Regions from separate parts of the Mus musculus genome. Here region 2 is linked to region 1. Evidence: chromatin contacts called from public Hi-C data. All regions are on one chromosome and are shown on one strand. Each heading gives the region's core, a stretch centred on a gene start, on an enhancer-like site or on the middle of the called end of the contact. The rest is flanking DNA. Distances are from core to core; before and after follow the strand shown. Region 1 overlaps Cmip (c-Maf inducing protein). Region 2 overlaps Cmip (c-Maf inducing protein).

Region 1 (4,474 bases), core at 251-2,750:
GGGTACATGTACAAGCTGTCTGAGCCTAGCTCGGGCTGTTCTAGAAGTTGCTTTCTGACCTCATGACCTGGAGGTATGCTCTAGGGGCCTCCAGAGGCGGCTTAGACCTGATCTGGTGTCTAGTTAGAGATCCTGGAAGAGAGTGACCCAAGTACCACCCCCACCCAAGCCTCTATCAGATCCCAGGTAGCTTGACCAGGAGGGAGGGGAGGGCTCTACGCCCACCCTGTCACTCACCCACTCATTCCTGTTTCCATATTAAAAGTCAGTTCAACATTTATTTATTTAATTTATTTTAAAGATTTATTTATTTTATGTCTATGAGCATGCTGCCCTTGACAGACCAGAAGAGGGTGTCAGATCCAATTATAGATGGTTGTGAGCTACCATGTGGTTGCTGGGAATTGAACTCATGACCTTTGGAAAGAGCAGCCAGTGCTCTTAACCATTGAGGCATCCCTCCAGCCCCCCAATATTTATTTCTGAGGCAGAGTCTCAGTCTGTAGCCCTGGCTGTCCAGGAACTTGATACGTATCCTAGGGTGGCCTTGTACTCAGAGAGAGCTGCCTGCCTCTGCCTCTGAGATTAAAGGTGCTGACATTGCAGGTGTGTGCATTTTTATTTGCTTCTCATTGTGGTGACGTACATACCAGAATGCCGATCATAGCTGTAAGCATTCTGGGGAGGGCGTCAGGTGCAGTCAGGGTTCCGGGGGTGTGGTCTTTCTCTCCGGTGTGCTGTGGCTTGTCTCCACTCTCCATATCCCACTCTCACTTTTTTATCCTCCTCAGCATCACTCGTACTAAACATTCCCCAGCTTACCTTGAGAGCACTGCTCTCGGAACTGGTGGTTTGGAGGTACCTGGGTCAGACCGGGAGACTAACAGAACCCACCGCGTCCGGTGTATACCACATAGCGTGACGTTTCCAGGTTCCCTCCTTATCATGTAGCATGCAGCTGGTGTCCCTTTCAAACCACATTAAATTCAGTATTGTGTGTATGTGGGAGTGTGCGAGCTCAGTTCTCTTGGATTCTTGGGGTGGTACTCAGGCCATTGGTGAGAGTTTTTCTGACAGAGCTAGCCTCATCTGCTGCCCTGGTTTTTCTTTTAATGGTTGATGAAAGGACCTCTCCCATTTACCAGCACTGCTCTTGGGAAGTCTGGGCTGACTTGTCTTTGTGGTGTATGTTGCCTGCGTTCGCTTTCTGGGTCACTGGGAAGCCTGGCCGATTGCTCATTCATGTAAACCTCCGCTGGCCTTGTGTTCCCTGTTCTCTGCAGGGTGGATGGCACTGTCATCGGGCCTTGACGTAGAGTGAATGGTTTTACTTTTATGTCGCCCGCGCCGCACCGGTGGCGCGGTGTTCCTCAGGTTCGTGTAGTAGGTTTGGGAGGGTAATGTCTTTCCCCGGGATATGTTTGGCTGAAGCTGTGTAGCCAAGCTGTCCCCGGGTTAGAGTCTGTCTCCTCCCCGAGAACCGGAACAAAAGGGCCCCTCTTGAAAGAGGCCGTTGTTCTTGCATTAGGAAAAGCTCAGCTGGGGTTTGTGGTGGCTGGCCAGGCCTTTTCCTCTTCTTCGGCCTCATTTTGGGCCAAATCTTCTGCATAGAGGGCTGAAGTGAACGGGACATGCCAGGCATTAGACAGAAGGGCAAAAACACCCATCTGACACGCGCAGGCCCTGGCACAGCAGGGCCTTCTTGGGTTCTGAGAGGTTTCCTTCTATTTTATTTTACTTTTTAAGGCAGTCTTATGTAGCCCTGGTTGGCCTTGGACTCACTGTATAGCCAAGGAGAACTTTTGATCCTCCTGCCTCTACACATCTCCCACCCCCACCCCCACCCCCCGGCCCCCAGGCTGGACTTACCAGAGTGTTGCTACCACACCAAATTTCTGTTTGGGATAGAGTACAGGGCTCCATACTTGCCAGGCAAGGCCTTTTACCAGTTGAGCTATACAGCCTTTGAGAGGTCTCTGTTCATCTCTGTCTGTGTGCCAAATGGGGCTGGGGAGTGTGGTGACAGACAGCATGGCTTGATGGTCACCTGGGGACCTAGGCAGGTCTTTTTGTGGTCCTGTGAGCACTCTGGCCTCTCTTGTCTACAAATGGGGTACTTGATGAATTGAGGAGGTGGGTGAAGCCATGTGCCCTAGGTATGGGCTTGATGCGGAACACCCTTGGCAGAGGGGGACAACCTTAGTCTCCCTCTTTTGGGGGACATGGGAGGATTGGGGTGTCCACCATCAGTGTATCATGTGTGCCCGTGCAGTTAAGATCCAGGAAGGAAAGATTTATTCTGCTTGCTCTGCCAGCTGACTGCTGTGCTCTTTTCTCTGATGGAGGTCCCTGGAGGTACTCAGTGTAGGAGAGGGCGCCGTGGTCCTTTGCATCTTGAGATGGCAAAGTTGGCATCACAGGGCAGAGAGGCAGTGGGCGGGCCCGTTGTCGCTCTTGCCCAGGTGTTGGCAAAGGCTCATCTCTCTCAAGAATAAAGCGTGAGGCTGTCTTGTTAGTCTCTTTGTCCCTCACAGTGGTAAAAACACCGTTTAAGGGACGAGAAGGGTATCTGGGGGTCACAGTCGGGGGCTCTTTAGCTCAGCTCCGCAGAGTAGGCTTGGTGGACCGGCCTCATGTATGGCTGTAGGAGCTCAGGGTGGGGGCTATGTATGGCAGGCCACCAGGAAGCAGAGGTGAGTTATATCATTCACGAGCCCCAGTGACCTACTTCTGACAGAAGGCCTTACGTCTGGAAGGTCCTTACGGCTTCCCCAACTAGTGCCCTGAGCGCTTTGGAAACACATGGTTTTGTGTGTGTGTGTGTGTGTGTGTGTGTGTGTGTGTGTGTGTATGTGTTCGTGTGTTTGGGGAGGGTATTTCAGATCCAAACCACAGCAGATGGACTCACCCATTCCCACCCACCCCATCTTCTTCCTGCCTGTGTCTGTATCCCTAGTCACAGCCCTGCCAAGTTCATCTGCCTAACCTTGGCAGTTTCCTTAGTATTGCAGAGAGGTCCAGGGTGGAGCCCTCCTGTAAGTTGGAGTCAGTAAGCTGACAGGCCCTCCGGCCTCTTGCGAAATCTTAGCTTAACAACTTCTTCTTCCTGCCTACCAGTGTGTGTTTTCTGGCTTTAGCATTAAACTTTGCACCTATGGAGCACCTGCTGGATGCATGCACTGGAGTCTGGGAGCGAGCGGTGCCGGAGGAGGGTGGGGTGCAGGGTGGCTTCACCTTCTGTGGCTCCAACACAAACAAAGATGACTCAGAATGGGAGCTTGCAGGAAGCGCCAAGGTCCCCTGTAGGGAAGGTGGCTAGGCCAGACAGAGAAGGCTGGCCTGGGAAGTGCGAGGTGCTGGGCATTGGCAGGGGGGCAGCACCTTACATCCCTGCTGTATTGAGTGGATAGCACTGTGCAGGTCTGAGAGCTGTCCTGTGTGCTGGCTTGTGGGACTTCGGATGTGAACAAGGAAGCAGAATCCTAAGATTGCTTCCTTGGCGTGTTTTTCTTGTTTGGACTGAGAAGGACCGGGTTCTTCACTTCACATTGTTGTGTCCTCCCCATACCCCTGGGACTAGGAAAAGCTGCCATTATGGGCCAACAGAGAGAGAGATGGCCGCTCGCACTTGACTCTGGGTGGTACTGGAAAACCGGAAGTGGCTGGGCTAGAAGCTGTGGTCAGGTATCATGGGTGAGCACTCAACGTTGGAAGGACTCCATGCTCTTGGTCCTTTGTGTGACTTTTGGTCACCTCCCTGAGACGTTATTTCTCAGCAGTACATCAGAACAACTTTGTGGGATGGATCCCACAGGCTTCTAGAAAGGACCGAGTAAGAACGCTTTGCCCAGAGTTTGCCCCAGAAACAGCACCAAGAAATAAAGAATGCGGGGCTGGTGAGATGGCTCAGTGGGTAAGAGCACCCGACTGCTCTTCCAAAGGTCCAGAGTTCAAATCCCAGCAACCACATGGTGGCTCACAACCATCTGTAATGAGATCTGACTCCCTCTTCTGGAGTGTCTGAAGACAGCTACAATGTACTTACATATAGTAAATAAATAAATCTTAAAAAAAAAAAGAAATAAAGAATGCAGGGAAAAGTTGGACCCAAGAACGGGAGGGGCGGGCGGGTCAGGGCTTCCCAAAGTAGGCGCATCCAGCTGTTGGAGATCGTTGTCCTGAGTTCAGGCTCTACCAGTTTCTGTGTGGTGTTGACACGGGACGGAGAATTGGCGTGGAGCTGAGTATGGTATTTACTTAGGGCCCTTGACTATTTATTCTGCCTGGATGGTGGACCAGTAATGCTCTGACCCACAGGCTGTGTGGGACAGAGCTGCGCGCGCGCGTGTGTGTGTGTGTGTGTGTGTGTGTGTCAGTCTCTCTGTGTGAATGGCTTGTGATAGTCTGCAGGCAAGGGAAGGGCCAGAGGACTTCTGGGTAATCTTGACTAGTAAAGGAAGTACAGGCAATTCAG
Region 2 (4,941 bases), core at 1,212-3,711, 95 kb after region 1:
AGTGGGGCACATTCAGCCACCAACAGAGGTGAGGCAGGGCCTCCACTCTGAGCCTGTGTAGCAGTGTTCTGAATAGGCAGATTCACACAGGTAGAATGTGATGGGCAGGTGAGGGCGTTTCCCCGTCAGGTGTTGGCTTCTTGGCATGATGGGTACTAGTCCCTGGCAGAACGACCATTGAGAACACAGATGTGGTACTGTCCTGCGCTGGAAGGGGCTTCCTGTCAGATCATGTGGCATCATCCATCCATCGCTCCTGGAGACCAGACCAGAGCATCCTACTGCTGTGCCAGGTGCCAGCACGATGGCGCCAAAGGACCCTGCTCTGCGACTGGGATGACTCAAGTTCCACTCAGCTGCCGGAGTGACAACCAGCCTGCTGCTTACAACCCAGGCCTCTATGAGGCTTCTGCTGCGGCACTTAGCGGCGGCTCCAGTCTGGAGTGGCTGATAGAGAGAGGGACTTTCCAGATAGGCTTTTCCTTTTGGGGTGTGGGAGCCCCCCATCCCACTGGAATGTATGTCTTGAGTCAGCCTAGAGCCTCGTCCTGGGGGCTGAAGACTCATGAGTCATGTGCTCATCACCATGGAAACCGGCGATTGGCTGGGGCGGGCGGCAGAGCTGATCTCTGAAAGACAGGATGGTGAAGGATGTTGGATGAGCACCCCACTGGATGAGAAGCCTGTGAAAGCAGATAATTAATGGAAACATTAGCTCTGAAGGTCTTGGGGTTTGGGAAGGGGGAACACTGGCGAGGGACCCCCCCAGCCACCTGCTCTGTCTCCCATTTAGGTCTTGGATGCGTTTGAGCCAGGCTTATCACAGAATTCTAGAGGGCGGGTTTTTTTTTTTTTTTTTAATAGCAGGCCCTCTTACACGAGCCCATATTAGTTCCATAGCAGAACACCGCCACGGCTCTGAGATTTGTCCCCACCTCCCATGAGAAGGCAGTGTCCCCAATGCACAACTCATAGTGTCCCAGAAGGCTGTACCCCAAGAGCCAGGACCTTGGGTGCTGGATGTCTGTATCCTTAGTACCCAACACATGCTGACCCAACATGGTGCTTAGTTCAGAAACCCTAGTGCCAAAGCCATCTTGTTAGAACGTGGCCAGAAAGTAGCGCCCAGCTGAGGCAGCAGTGGGTCCCTCATTCCTGGCCAGGGCTCCCAGGACTCCTTAATATCTCTCTAATGAGAGTAATTTGGCAACAGCAGAAAACACGCTCTAACCCTTTGTCCCAGTAATTCCATTTCTGGGAATCTGGCCTAAAGAAATAATCCTAAATATAGGCTAGAAAAACAGGCTTCACAGGGATGTTCACCTCGGAGTTGTTTATCGCTCATGCAAAGCAGACCGGCGGGAGCAGAGAGAAACTCCCGAGTGGATGCTCGTAGGTACAGCGCAAGCACATTCTTTGATTTGGGACTCAGGGAAAAAAAAGTTTAGGGCCGTTGAGATGACTCACAGGGTAAAGTCAGCAAGCCTGACATAAAGGCAGCAGGCTTGACGACCTGAGCGTGATCCCTGGGTGGAAGGAGAGAACTGACTCCCACAAGTGGATTGCAACATATAAACTGTGTGTGTGTGTGTGTGTGTGTGTGTGTGTGTGTGTGTGTGTGTACATACACATATGTGCACAGTAGATAAAGAGTAATACAAGTTCCAGTTAAGAATAGTCAGGAGAGCCTGAGAGATGGGTGCAGTGTAAGAGACCTTGTTTTACAAGCATAAAGACACAGGTTCGAATCCCCAGCATTCATGTAAAGGCCAGGCATGGCAATACACATCTGTGACTCCAGTGTCTCAGAAGAGACAGGTTGAGGCCCATAGCGCAGAAGCCAAATCAGACTAGACAGAAGCAGGCTAGCTGCAGGTTTAGTGAGACCCTAACTCAAGAGGGTGACCAAAAATCGATAACTGTATCACGGGGCATTCAATGTCCCCTGGCTTCTGTATACCTCTGCATGGCACATGTACACAGCACAGCATACATTTGTGTACCCAGTATTCAGATCAGAGTTACATACAGTCAAAATTTAAATGAAAGAAATATATTGGAGTATTAATGAATATTTTGTGTGTGTGTGTGTGTGTGTGTGTGTGTGTGTGAGAGAGAGAGAGAGAGAGAGAGAGAGAGAGAGAGAGAGAGAAATGAACCTAGATTCTCGAACCTGATAGCCAAACAGTCTTCTGCTGTGTTGCATCTCTGGCCCTCTTACATTTTATATCATGGCTCTACCTCACCTGCCCAGGCTGGCCTTGGACCCTCCCTGCAGTCCCTGCAGGTCTTGAATTGGTAACCTTGCCTCAGTCCCCCTGAGTTTATAGGTTTGAACCTTCAGGCTTGGTTCCTGAGTGATCTTGATTTAATTTTATCCACATGCTTAGATTCTGTCCCTCACCTTCCCACGCTTGCATTTGTTAGTCAAGTGTGAGTTGTCATTTACATACAGTGACATCCACCCATTAGTGTGCAGCTCCAGGAGAGCTGGTGGATGGTACCACCATGAGGGACAGCCCTTTGGGGTGAGCTGGTTCCAAGTCACCCCAGCAAGTATGCCCTGCCTCCCTCCCATCAGCCCTGTCCACCCCCTGCAGCCCACAGCTTCCCGTCTGGCTCGGTACAGACCCAGGATGTGATAGCTGCCTGTCTGATTCCACCAGGGGTACCCTGGAACCTCGCGCTGTGAGCCTGATTCTAGAAAGCCTGTAATCTCTCTTAGTTGTGCCGGAGAGCTATATTTCCCATTCTCCCTTGGTGGTAGAAGTCTTGGTTGTCCTACTTTCTGATTCACCTCTTGTCTGCTGGTGACTCTGGCTCCTGTGTCACCATTGCTGTGGGCAGCATGGTCTCAGTGGGTGTGACACATCTGCCCCTACATGTCTTCGAATTTTCTGTCCCAGTGAGGACTCTCTGGGTGTAGAGGCTGTTGTCAGTGTAGCTTAACAACTGCAGTGACCACAGAGGAACCTTGTATGCAGAGAAGAACAGTATCCTTTGTGCCATACCACTTTGCCCGTCTGTAGTGTTCTACACTAGTGCCAACTAGTTGGTACACTAGTACCAACATGACCCTGACCTGGGGACCCAGTACTTCTGTGTTACTATCTTGGTCAGTCATCTTGGTTTCCCAGTAGCCCCGTGTGTCCCTAGATTCCATAGTAGAATTGATCATCCTGTCCCCCTAAACCCTCTTCAGCCTGGCTTAGGTATTCCTTGTCCCCCGTGAGTGCTGGGTACTCCTTCGGCTTTGGACACACAAACTTGTTGGATAGCCCAGGCTGGCCTCGCATGCTCAGCCTTCTGAGTGCTGGCATGGCAGGTGAGCCTCGGGATGTCCGGCTTAGGCAGGTGTCTGGAGGAGCACTTCTTCACTTGCGCTTTGGAGTTTGGGGAAGAGGATGCTGGAGATAAAAACTATAGTCGTTCCATCAGTCTCTTCAGTATGTTCCAGATGCTGAGCTAAGTACGCCCTTGGCAAGTTAGATCCCCTGGAATATTCTCCACAGTTCTGTTTATGAAATTACTGTCAGAGGAACCAGGTTCAGAGAGGCGCTGTAACTGTCTTAATGACACACAGTAAAGGGATTCAAACACAGGTCTTAATGGCTCCGAAGACTGCTTTGGGCCAAGTGCTGAGTCAGACAGCGGAAAAGCGATCGGTCTGGCTTTTAAAAAACAACGGGTGCTTATTTATTTATCCCCGGCCCTTTCCCAGAAAGCTTTGCTCACAGCTTCAGCAACAGCCAGGCCAGGTTGTAGGGTGGGGGTTGCCCGCAGCAACCTCTGTGCACAGGGGCGGCTTACACAGGTGGACACGGGTCTGCAGGTCTTTCTCTTGCTGGGGAGTGAGGAGCAGCACACTGGTGTGAAGGGCTTGCGGCGGCCAGCCACCTCCCACCAACACTGTCCTCCTGTCTCTGTTCTTGGTGGCTTCGGTGATGCTGCTAGAATTTCCTGCCGCACCTTCTTCATGGGGATGTGGTCCCTAGGCCCCAGAAGTGCTACCTGCTACCTAATCTCTGCCTGACCTCTTCCCTCAGCTCTCTCGCTCGCTGTCCCCAGACCTTTGCATTAGCTTTGAGTTGATGCTATGGCCCCATCACCATACCCCATTCAATACACCATCCTCGTCTCAACTGCCCCCCCCTCATTCTCCATATTCTGTTTGTTGTCTGTTCACCCCACTGGACTCCGGTTTTATGCAATACCCACCACAACCCCTAGAATATGCTAGATGCTCAGTGGATACTTGTTGAACCAACCTCCATTGGTCATTCACTTTACTTCAGGCTGATGGCAGTCTAGCCATCAGCTCCCCTCACTGCCAGTACTTGTCAGTTGGAAAAGAAAAAAAAAAAATCAGAAGCCTAAGTGTCTGGGAAAATATTCACCCAGGCTGTGAACTTTAAATCGCACCTCCCTGTTTCAGCATAGCATCGTATACACATTCATTCACTCTTAGCTGTGGGAAGGTCACAAGACCTGGGTGCCCTATGGATGGCCCTGCCACCTCCTCCCTAAAGTCATTGTGACATTCCACTCTTGGAGCTCCTGAAACAGTGTATGTGTGTGTGCGATGATGGGGGTCTGTGGGAGGTTGCCGTTTGTCTTAGCTTGCCGCACGTCTTCAGTCTTCACGGATTGCCCCGACCTCTGGCATTTTGGATGTGGGGTATTGAAGACCCTAGCAGGGCTCGATGGCCTATGTGCTTCCCTGATGCTTCTCTGGGATGGTGGGACTCCCTTAGAGGCAGTGTGGATGGATGGCTTGAGGCCTGTCTTGCCTTCTTCCCCTATCACTGATCCATGCTTATGCTTTCTCTCAATACATGCTATTGAGCCATGTGGTGGTCCAGGGCACTGAAGAAAGACAGCATGTGCTCTGTGGGCTTTGGGGGCAAGGAAGCGTGATGGGTCAGAGGTCCTGTCTGTAGG

Evidence for each region. Hi-C and Micro-C count contacts between places; a contact is called where the count stands out from the background.
Region 2: a Hi-C map of cerebral cortex shows a contact between it and region 1, with 2.3 times the contacts expected there. The contact joins two enhancer-like sites. A contact is called at or near these places in 1 of 15 datasets of contacts at CTCF or cohesin (pro-B cells), 14 of 484 Hi-C or Micro-C datasets (adipose-derived mesenchymal stem cells, bone marrow-derived macrophages, cardiac endothelial cells and 7 more) and 19 of 115 datasets of contacts at active chromatin or transcription factors (CD8 T cells, the HPC-7 cell line, the NIH/3T3 cell line and 15 more).

Annotation. Positions count from the first base shown.
Region 1 is chr8:117,277,516-117,281,989 of GRCm38.p6, forward strand. All of the region lies in intron 1 of Cmip (c-Maf inducing protein), which reads left to right. Among named protein-coding and RNA genes, the nearest start is that of Cmip, 23 kb to the left of the region's middle. Within about 2 kb of position 1,501, at least 181 of the 459 cell types and tissues checked have an H3K27ac peak or open chromatin away from gene starts, as enhancers often do. A contact at or near this core is called in cerebral cortex, embryonic fibroblasts and pancreatic cancer cells, where this site is marked.
Region 2 is chr8:117,371,815-117,376,755 of GRCm38.p6, forward strand. All of the region lies in intron 1 of Cmip (c-Maf inducing protein), which reads left to right. Among named protein-coding and RNA genes, the nearest start is that of Gm39260, 49 kb to the right of the region's middle. Within about 2 kb of position 2,462, at least 56 of the 459 cell types and tissues checked have an H3K27ac peak or open chromatin away from gene starts, as enhancers often do. A contact at or near this core is called in cerebral cortex, embryonic fibroblasts and pancreatic cancer cells, where this site is marked.